Linked DNA regions of Pan troglodytes: regions 1 and 2 are each linked to region 3. A link is a contact called in public HiChIP or PLAC-seq data. All regions are on one chromosome and are shown on one strand. Each heading gives the region's core, a stretch centred on a gene start, on an enhancer-like site or on the middle of the called end of the contact. The rest is flanking DNA. Distances are from core to core; before and after follow the strand shown.

Region 1 (2,837 bases), core at 163-2,662, 140 kb before region 3:
GTGTGGGAGGCACTCAGAACCCTCCTACCCCACCTCCTTCCCACAGTAGACTGCGGGGCGGGTTTGGAAGTGGCAGTGGTGGGGGGAGGGGGGTTGGGGTGTGGGACCTGGGACTGCATTTAGGTCTAGATGGGACTCTGTGGGGAGAGCCCAGAGTCCCTGCGGGGTTCCATACTCACCCCCATAGAAGGCAAGCCAGGCAGTGAGCTGTATGTGTGTGTGTGTGTGTGTTCTGGACGCAGAGCTGAGTAGAACCTAAAGTTGGGGTCAAGGGCCAGTCTGTGGCCAAGATCAAGGGCCTAGCTTGAGGTTGGGGTGACAAGAACCTGGCCAAGCTTCTGATGATTTGTCCAGGGAATGACCTTGGCTGACTGTGCCAGGAGGGGTTTCTGATCCCCAGAGCCCCAAGGGCGTTCTCTGGGATGCTGGTGGCCATCTCCTTCTCAACCCTTCTCCCAGCGCCCTCGCTCGGGACCACTGAGGTGGTATCACTCCATTCTCCTGCAAGGACCCTTGAGCGTGCTGTGGGAGTGAGGCTGGCTTAGCCTCTGAGGACCACTGCAGCCTGTCCTGACCTCAGGCCCCAGGTTAGGGGGCAGCTGAGGAGGGGTCTCTGGGTCCTTTCGGGTGTGTGGCCGGTTTTATTTCCGTGCCCTTGTTTTAAAACTGCACCTCTGTCCTCAGGAGCGTGGCCTTGGGCAGATGGAGAGCTGCGTGGCCGGTGCCGGAATGACTGTCAACGCCCCAGTGCGCCCGGATCACACCAGGCCTGAAGGCAGCACCAGGCCCAGTCCAGGCAGCTTGCAGTTCCCGGGCCGCAGGGACGGGCGCCGGAGCCCCGCAGATGTTCGCCCAAGGGCGCTCCTGTACCCGCGTCTTTCACGGCCCGCCTGAGCGTCCAGGGCGGCTGCGGATGCGCGCACTTCCCCCGCCCGGATCCCGGAGGCTGCACCGTGCGGCCGCGGCCGCCGCGGGCAGGGCGCGCGCCGTAGGCGGGGTAGGGAGGCCCGGGGGCGGGGTATGGGGGCCCGGGGGCTCTCCCGGGCTTAGCGAGTCCGGCCGAGGCCGGGGCCCGGGGAGGGCGGAGGGCGGAGGGCGGCGCTCCAGGTCTTTTCCCGGCCCGGCCGCCGATCCCCGTCCTCTGCGCCGCGGCGTCCGGCTCCCGCCGGGTGTCCCGCGCAGGGTAGACCGCCGGCAGCTCCGGAAGGACGACGCGCGAGGGGCGAGGAGCTGCCGCCTCCCCTCCCCCGCGCTCGGGGTTCCCCACGCCCCGCCGGCCCCCACTGGGGACCCTCCCGGACCCCGGACCCCAGCCCCGACCCCGGGAGCCCACCTGGCTGCCAGTGCGCGCGCGCGCGGCCGGCGCGCTGTCCCTTTAACGGCCCGCGGGCGCCTCCCCCGCCGCCGCCCCGCCCCCGCCGCGGTGCGGCCGCCGGTGCTGGGCGAGGTCGGAGAAAGTCCATGGGAGCCGGAGCGCCGGGACGCCAAGCACTTCCTGCCGCGGGCGGCGCGCCGCAGCTGCCCAGGCCGGACCGGGCCGGGCGCCCGCAGGTACCGCCAACTTGGCGCGCGCGGCCGCCCCCGGGTTACGCCGCCGGGCGGGGTCGTCCCGCGGGCCGGGCCCGCACTTCCCGCAAACTCCGCGGCCGCCCAACTTGGCGCGGGCCCCCTGCCGCAGTGCCGGCCGCGCGGGGCGGGTGCGGCCGAGTTCCGCGCCGGCCCGGGCGTGCGCGCGGGAACCGGCCTCGGGAGCCCGCGGAGGGGAGCCGGGCGGGGACGGGGGGTCCCGGCGGAGGCGCCCGCGACCCCGGGCCGGGACGCCGCGCCGCGCGTTCGGGGAGACCCCGGCTCCGGGCGTCCCGGGGCGCTCCCCGCCGCCTGCTGGGTTTCCCTGGATTTCTGGGGACCCGCGCGGCCTCCCCAGGGACCCGACTGGCCGATCCAGCCCTCCGGGTGGGGAAGCCCGGGCAGGACTGGCCCGGGGCCAGGGCGGAGGGACCCACCCCTCCCGGCGCATCTGCGCAGCTGCCTGGCCCTGCCGGGCCCGCGCCTCGCCCTCCCGGTCCAGGTGGGCCCGTTCGTGGGTCGTCACCGCCTCCCGCTCCTCCCCCACGCGGGCCCCAGCCTGGGGAGAAACTGGGGTCCGGCCGCAGGGGGAGGGGGCTCTGCCTCTTGCCAGCTTCTGTGCCTCTGCGGAGCTGAGGTCGGGGGCCCCAGCCCCTTCTCTAAGAAACTCAGCGGAGCCCGCCGCGCACCCCGCACGGCCAGGGCGGACCGAGGCCTTCCGACGGAGTTTCCTGCTTCTCTTGCTGGGATCGTGTGGGGTCGGAGGTCAGAGGTCACCTCCCAGCCCCTCTGCCAGGCTCTGGGGGAAGTTTGGTCTTGGACTCTCGTCGTGGAGCCGCTTAAACCTGTGGGTCTGAAGGCCGCGAGGCCCGGTCCCTGGAGTTGGCCTCCCAGGCCGTTCCACTCCCTCCCCCAACCCCCGCGCGGGGCCTCCGGATTGGAGGTGTTTCACCCACGTGCTGGTGGGCCCGTCTCCCTGGGCCGCTGGGTGCCCTGAGCTGTGTTCTCTGCTGCGCGTTCCTTCCTGTGTGTGGCGGGGGTGCTGACCCGGGGGTGCCCAAGGCAGCCCGGACTCCCATCCCGTGGAGCTGCCTCCGGGAGCGCGTGCACCTTGGTGTTCCCGCCCGCCAGCGCGGCCGCACTCTCCTGCCAGAGTCCGTGGCCCTCCAGGGCGCCCCTTCTTCTCACCCACCCCTCTTTTCGTCTGGCAGGCTCCTGACCTCCTTCCCTCCTGTTCTCCAGTGGGACACTCAGCTCAGCATTCTGCAGGG
Region 2 (2,741 bases), core at 215-2,714, 160 kb before region 3:
CTAATAGTCCTTAAAACAGAAGACAAAAAATGAAGACAGGCATCAAGATGCTATTATCTCAATGTTTATATATTTAAAATGTTTTATTTATTTTTGTGGAGGCCATGTTGCCAGCCAGGTCGCCCAGGCTAGTCTTAAAACTCCTGGGCACAAGAGATCTGAGGCCGGAATGACAGATGTGAGCCACCACGCCCAGCCTTATCTCAGTAGCTAAACGTGTGGATCTGCCTCACATCTGGAGAGGCAGAGAGGTGAGCCACCAACAGGGCTATTGAGGAAGGAAGGAGACCTGTTTATTGATTTTAAGTTTTTTGTAGAGACAGGGGCCTCACTATGTTGCCCAGGCTGGTCTCAAACTTCTGGGGCAAGTGATCCCCCTGCCTTGGCCTCCCAAAGCTGTGGAAAGACAGGCGTGAACTAGCGCTTCTTGCCTGACACGTTTCTTTCGGAATATTTGCCGCCAGCCATCGGTAAAGAAAACAGGCTCTTGGCCTTTTTTGCTGTGCTACCTCCTGGTGGCCTTTGCTCGTCCAGATGTTCCTCGAACTCCTGCTCATGTCGGGTAAAGGCGGCTCTCTCTCCTGTGGCGGGGATGGGGCCACAGTGGAGAAGGTAGCTGTGCCAGCCCTCAAGGCGGCCCTGGTCCAAAGGACGTGGGCCCAGGAGCCAGCTCGCCGTCCCGGGAGGCCTGCAGCCAATGACGGGCCTGGTGGGCAGGAGGGCCCAGCCCCCTTGTTCTAGTGCCTTGAATTTGAAGGGCCACCCACTTTACGGTCGCCCCAGGGGCTGCTGACCCTGCCTTCCCCTCCTACCCAGCAGCCACACCCAGGAGCGCTCCCCAACACATTCCTCGCTGGAAACCCCCAGGACAACCACCAGCCTGTACGAATCAGGCGTGAGGACACTAACACAAGTCCCCTTCCTTCACTGGGGTGGGGGGCGGGGGGCGGCCCTGGGGCTGCTGCTGGGCCTGCTCGTGCTCCGGAGCTGTCCCTACTTCGGCTGCCGACGTCGCCGCCGGCCCACCGGGCCTCGCAGCTACACACCCGCTCCGTGCCGCCCGGGTCCGCGTGGTGTCAGCCGCCCCCACCCTTCCCCGCCCTCCTGGAGCCAGGGGGGCGCCCCCATTCCCGCCGCCGCCCTGTCCTCCCAGCCCCAGGCCCGGGCCGCGCAGGAGGCCTTCGCACACGGCCCCGCGAGGACCAGACCTGCTCCCGGTCCCTGGGCCGCCCACCCCCGCCGGGAAAGCGGCTTCCTCCGGGGCCCGGCCCCACCCCAGCGACGGCAGCAGCCCGCCGGGTCGCAGACACCTCAGTCTGGGGCCAGGACCACGGTCAAGCCCTCTGCTGGGGCCAAAGGACTGCTCCACGGAAGCGCGCCTGCGCACTGCCTCTCCAAGGGATGCGGTAGCGCGTGCGCGGAGGCGCGGCCCAGGAACGGCAAGCGCAGGCGCAGAAGACCAGGCGCGGCACCGAGGGCGTTCGGGGGAGGGAACGCTACGGACTGCTCGCAGCGTGCGCACGCACGCACGCACGCACGCCCTCGGGAAGCGACGAGTCCGGGACGCCCAGCGCGGGCCCGGAGCAGGGGGAAGGGAAGTGCGGCTCGGTCGGCGCGGGTGGAGGGGGGGCGTGAGGCCGCCCTACGGTGGCCGTCGAGGGACGGCGCTACGGCTCCCACGCTAGGCCAAACGCCTCCGGCGGCAGCGCCCGGGAGCCCCTTCACCTGCAGGGCGACCCCAGCCGGGGACGCGTGAACCACGCCCTCAGCCGCCCTGCCAGCACCCCCAGCCGCGCGCCCCAGCACCATGCGGCCGCCCTGCGCACGGAGCCCCGAGGGACAGGGGCACCCGCAGGCCCGGCCCCTAGCACCGCCGGCCGGCCCCGAGGTCCGGGACGCCGGCGCCGCCGCGGAGAGGGCACCAGGTGAGCTGCGGGGGGGGGACCCGGCCTAGGCGGGGGCCGTCTCCAGGGCAACGCGCGGCGCGGGACCCGGAAGTAGCTCCGGCAGGGGCTCTGCAGCCAGGGGGCCCGGCGCGGCGCGGCGCAGGCCCGGTGCTCACGCGGAGTTGGCCGGGGCCCGTCGCGTCTCTGCGGCCCCGAGGAAACAGTCCTGGGTCCATGGGCCGGGCCGAGCGGGCGTCTGCAGAAAGGCAGGGACCCGGATGGAGCCGCGGGCCGCGAGACCCTGCGGGGACACAGCTCCGCCGAGTCGCGTTTGAGTGGCACCGCCATGGCTGGGGTCCCGGCCGGGGCGAGCTCCGGGCCGAGGCCGGCCTTAAATAGGGCCGCTCTGGCCCCTGCACCCCGTGGAGGAGCCGGGCGGAGGGAGAGGGCGAGGCCGGGCCCCTGCGGGCACGGGAGGGTCAGGCGGCCCCGGCCCCTCCCTCCTCCGCCCCGGCCAGGTCCCCACGGCAGGGCCCCAGGCTGAATCTGAAGGCAGGCGAAGCTCTTGGCAACAGTCCCCTGTAATGTTACCAACTTTACTGCTCAGATTTTATTTCCTGACCTTTGAGTTCACTCCGTCTACAGATAATTTAGGCAAGGTATAAACGGCCTTTACTAGGTGAAGCTGGAGAGCCAAATGCCGCGTCTGCTCTTTGCAGCCCAGTCTGTAAGGGCCGCTGCCAGGCCCCGGGCCGACCCCACTGTGCACGCTAGGCCCAGCCCCTTCCCTCCCACAGCTACCCACAAGGGCAGTGCTATTGGCACCCCCATTGGACAGAGCAGGAGCCGTCTTGG
Region 3 (2,700 bases), core at 130-2,629:
GACTGTATCCTGGTGTCTGGTCTTAATCACTACCATATTTTCGTTGAGTAGCAGAGGCTCCCACTTGTGAGAGGCAATTAGTAAGTGCTGAACTGGACACATGGAATCTGGACGAGGTTGGAATGATCACAGGAGAAAAATGAGGATGTGTGTGCAAAATGGTGTGGACAGAATAAAAGCCTGCAGGCAAGAGGCAGAGACAGCCTCCCCGGTTAGATTGCTAACCTCTGAGAACGGGAACTGTGCCTTATTCATCTCTGCGCAGTAAAGTTTTTTTAAATGAATGGGATGAATGAGTACAGATCAGTCAATGTGTCAGGTCTAACCTGAACTACAAAATTCATATTTAGGAGCATGGTAAGTAAGACGTTATTCAGGACTGTTGAGCTAGGTACAGAGACCACTGCCAAGGGGGCTTGCAGTGGGGAGAGAGGTCAGGCTCAACTCCCAATACAGCAAGGGCAAGTGGGTGGGGTCAGTGAATGGAAAATTAATAGGAGAAAACATCAGGGATGTGGGCGGTTCTGGCTAAACCGACCTGACAGGGTTCTTGCTGAAGAGAGGCTGGAGATATCAGACAGCACCTGGGGGACGAGGAACCTGACCGGACGTCCAGGGTGATCTGATATTGAGGCTGGGAGTTCTTGCTAAACTCACTTATCAAGGCTCTTCGCTAAAACTGGATTTTACAAGGAAGTGTACAGATGATGTAGAAGGTTCAGGAGCCTGCTTAAGTTTGGCCAAGCAAAGACTCTTTGTCACACCCCACAGAAAATGAGTCTGCCTGGCACCACCTGCACCAAGGGCGGCTTCCCTCCCCTCTGGGTGCCCCGCAAACCTAGGCTTCGCAGGAACAGTGACTCTCTGATCTGCGTGTGAATTAGAAAGACCTAGGCTTGTTAAAGCCAAGTTCTTTGGAGAGCCTCCGTTCTACAGCAGTGCAGTGCAAAAGAAATATCACAGCAGCCATGTAGGCAATTTAAAATTCTATCTTAAAAAGGTTAAAAGAAACAGGTGAAATTAATTTTAATGACATATTTTTCTTAACTCAATAGATACAAAATATTATTTCAACATGTAATCAACATGAAAACATTATCGAGATGCCTTACATTCCTTTTTCCCGTTACTTCTTCGGGATCCAGCGTGTATTTTACCTTTAGAACCCATGAGGTCCCACGTGGTGAGTGCCCCGGGTGGGAACGGCCTGCAGGTCGGGGAGGAACGAAGCTGCCAGAGAACTACAGCTCCCGGCATGCTCCGGGCGCGCCCCGTGACGCACTTCCTTTGCGGTGGCCACAGCGCGCCCCCAGCGGCGGGAGCGAGGCGCCTGTCCGAGAACCACATCTCCCGGCATGCGCCAGACGCGCCCGTGACGCACTTCCGGTGCGGCGGCGACGGCGCGCCCCCGGCGGCTGCGGCGGCGGGAGCGAGGCGACCGCTGAGGCCGCGGAGAGTGACGGCGGCCCGGCCGACGGGAGCCGGGGCGGGGCGGCGGCCCAGCGAAGGAGCGCGCGGGCGGTCTGGCCCCGCCCCCTCCCCGCCCGCCTTCCCGGTGACCTTCAGGGGCCCGGGTGGCGGGCGCAGGCCCCTGCGGCGGCGGCGGGATGTTCGTGCAGGAGGAGAAGATCTTCGCGGGCAAGGTGCTGCGGCTGCACATCTGCGCGTCCGACGGCGCCGAGTGGCTGGAGGAGGCCACCGAGGACACCTCGGTGGAGAAGCTCAAGGAGCGCTGCCTCAAGCACGTAAGGCCGGGCCCCCTCCCCTGCCCCCAACACCCGCTCCGGACCCCTCCGACTGCGGACCCCGCCTCAGTCCCCGAACCGCCCCGACCTGGGGTCCGCCGCCCAGTCCGCAGCTCCCAGGCCCTCTCCTCCGGGGGTGGAGGCAGCGCCTCCTGCCCGTTTGCTCGACTCTCCCCCTTTCGGATCCCACACCTCTGGACGCTCGTCCCGGGCCTGGCCTTTCGGCCGGCGGACTCCGGTCACTAAGCACTCGCCCCGTGCCAGCCGCCCGGCCGAGCCCTGTACACGCCAGCCTCTCGGTTAACTCTGCAGCCACGCAGGGAGGTAGGGGCAGATCGGGAAACTGAGGCCTGGAGAGTGAAGTCGCCGACGGAGCAGGGCCTCATGACTTTCCGGCAGTTGTACCTTTTTGCTGTTGGGGTGAGGTTTTTTTCAGCAGCATCTTTGAGAGCCGAGAATTAACGTAGGCTCCTTCATTAAGAGGCCCCTTCTCCTTCCTCTTCCCCTTTCCCGCAGAGCCGGCTGCTTGGAGCTCTTTTCCTGGCTGGCCCCAGGCCACTGTGCCTTTTAGCTGGAGTCCCTGAAATAGTGCCGCTGCGGGACAAGGCCCTGCGCCCCTGCTTTTCTGCAGAGGTAAAATTGGTCAAGAGAGAAGGCCCAGGAGTAGGGTCTCCTCGCGGAGACACTTTTTAAAGTTTATTCACCTGAAATACTCCTGTGTGTTTAGTTCCTTAGGTTGCTGATTTTTGGAACTAGTTCTCGAGTCTCTAAAGGACTCAGTAAGGTCAGCTAAGAAGCCTGTCTGTGTGTCAGACTGACCTCCTGTCTATACCTGACATGATCTGAGGGCTTGGCAGAATTTAGGTTGAAGGAGGCTGCAGTTTTCTAGTGGCGACTCCATGTGATAAGTTACGACGTATCTGTGTTGACAGGTTGAGTGCGTTAGACTTGAGCT

The links. HiChIP or PLAC-seq counts read pairs in DNA pulled down with a chosen protein or histone mark.
Region 1: a contact with region 3 is called in an H3K4me3 HiChIP or PLAC-seq map of stem cell-derived excitatory neurons, with 5 times the contacts expected there. The contact joins the promoter of NACC2 here to the promoter of UBAC1 in region 3. A contact is called at or near these places in 1 of 7 Hi-C or Micro-C datasets (induced pluripotent stem cells) and 1 of 1 datasets of contacts at active chromatin or transcription factors (stem cell-derived excitatory neurons).
Region 2: an H3K4me3 HiChIP or PLAC-seq map of stem cell-derived excitatory neurons shows a contact between it and region 3, with 5 times the contacts expected there. The contact joins the promoter of TMEM250 here to the promoter of UBAC1 in region 3. A contact is called at or near these places in 5 of 7 Hi-C or Micro-C datasets (blood, induced pluripotent stem cells, a lymphoblastoid cell line and 1 more), 1 of 1 datasets of contacts at active chromatin or transcription factors (stem cell-derived excitatory neurons) and 1 of 1 other capture datasets (stem cell-derived neural stem cells).

The regions. Positions count from the first base shown.
Region 1 is chr11:2,341,950-2,344,786 of NHGRI_mPanTro3-v2.0_pri, forward strand. It overlaps NACC2 (NACC family member 2), which reads left to right and starts at 1,413. Exons shown (of 6, transcript XM_016962081.4): 1 at 1,413-1,551.
Region 2 is chr11:2,318,585-2,321,325 of NHGRI_mPanTro3-v2.0_pri, forward strand. It overlaps TMEM250 (transmembrane protein 250), which reads left to right and starts at 1,465. Exons shown (of 4, transcript XR_008537207.2): 1 at 1,465-1,925.
Region 3 is chr11:2,477,391-2,480,090 of NHGRI_mPanTro3-v2.0_pri, forward strand. UBAC1 (UBA domain containing 1) reads left to right here and starts at 1,380. Exons shown (of 10, transcript XM_016962079.4): 1 at 1,380-1,745. The coding sequence starts at 1,608.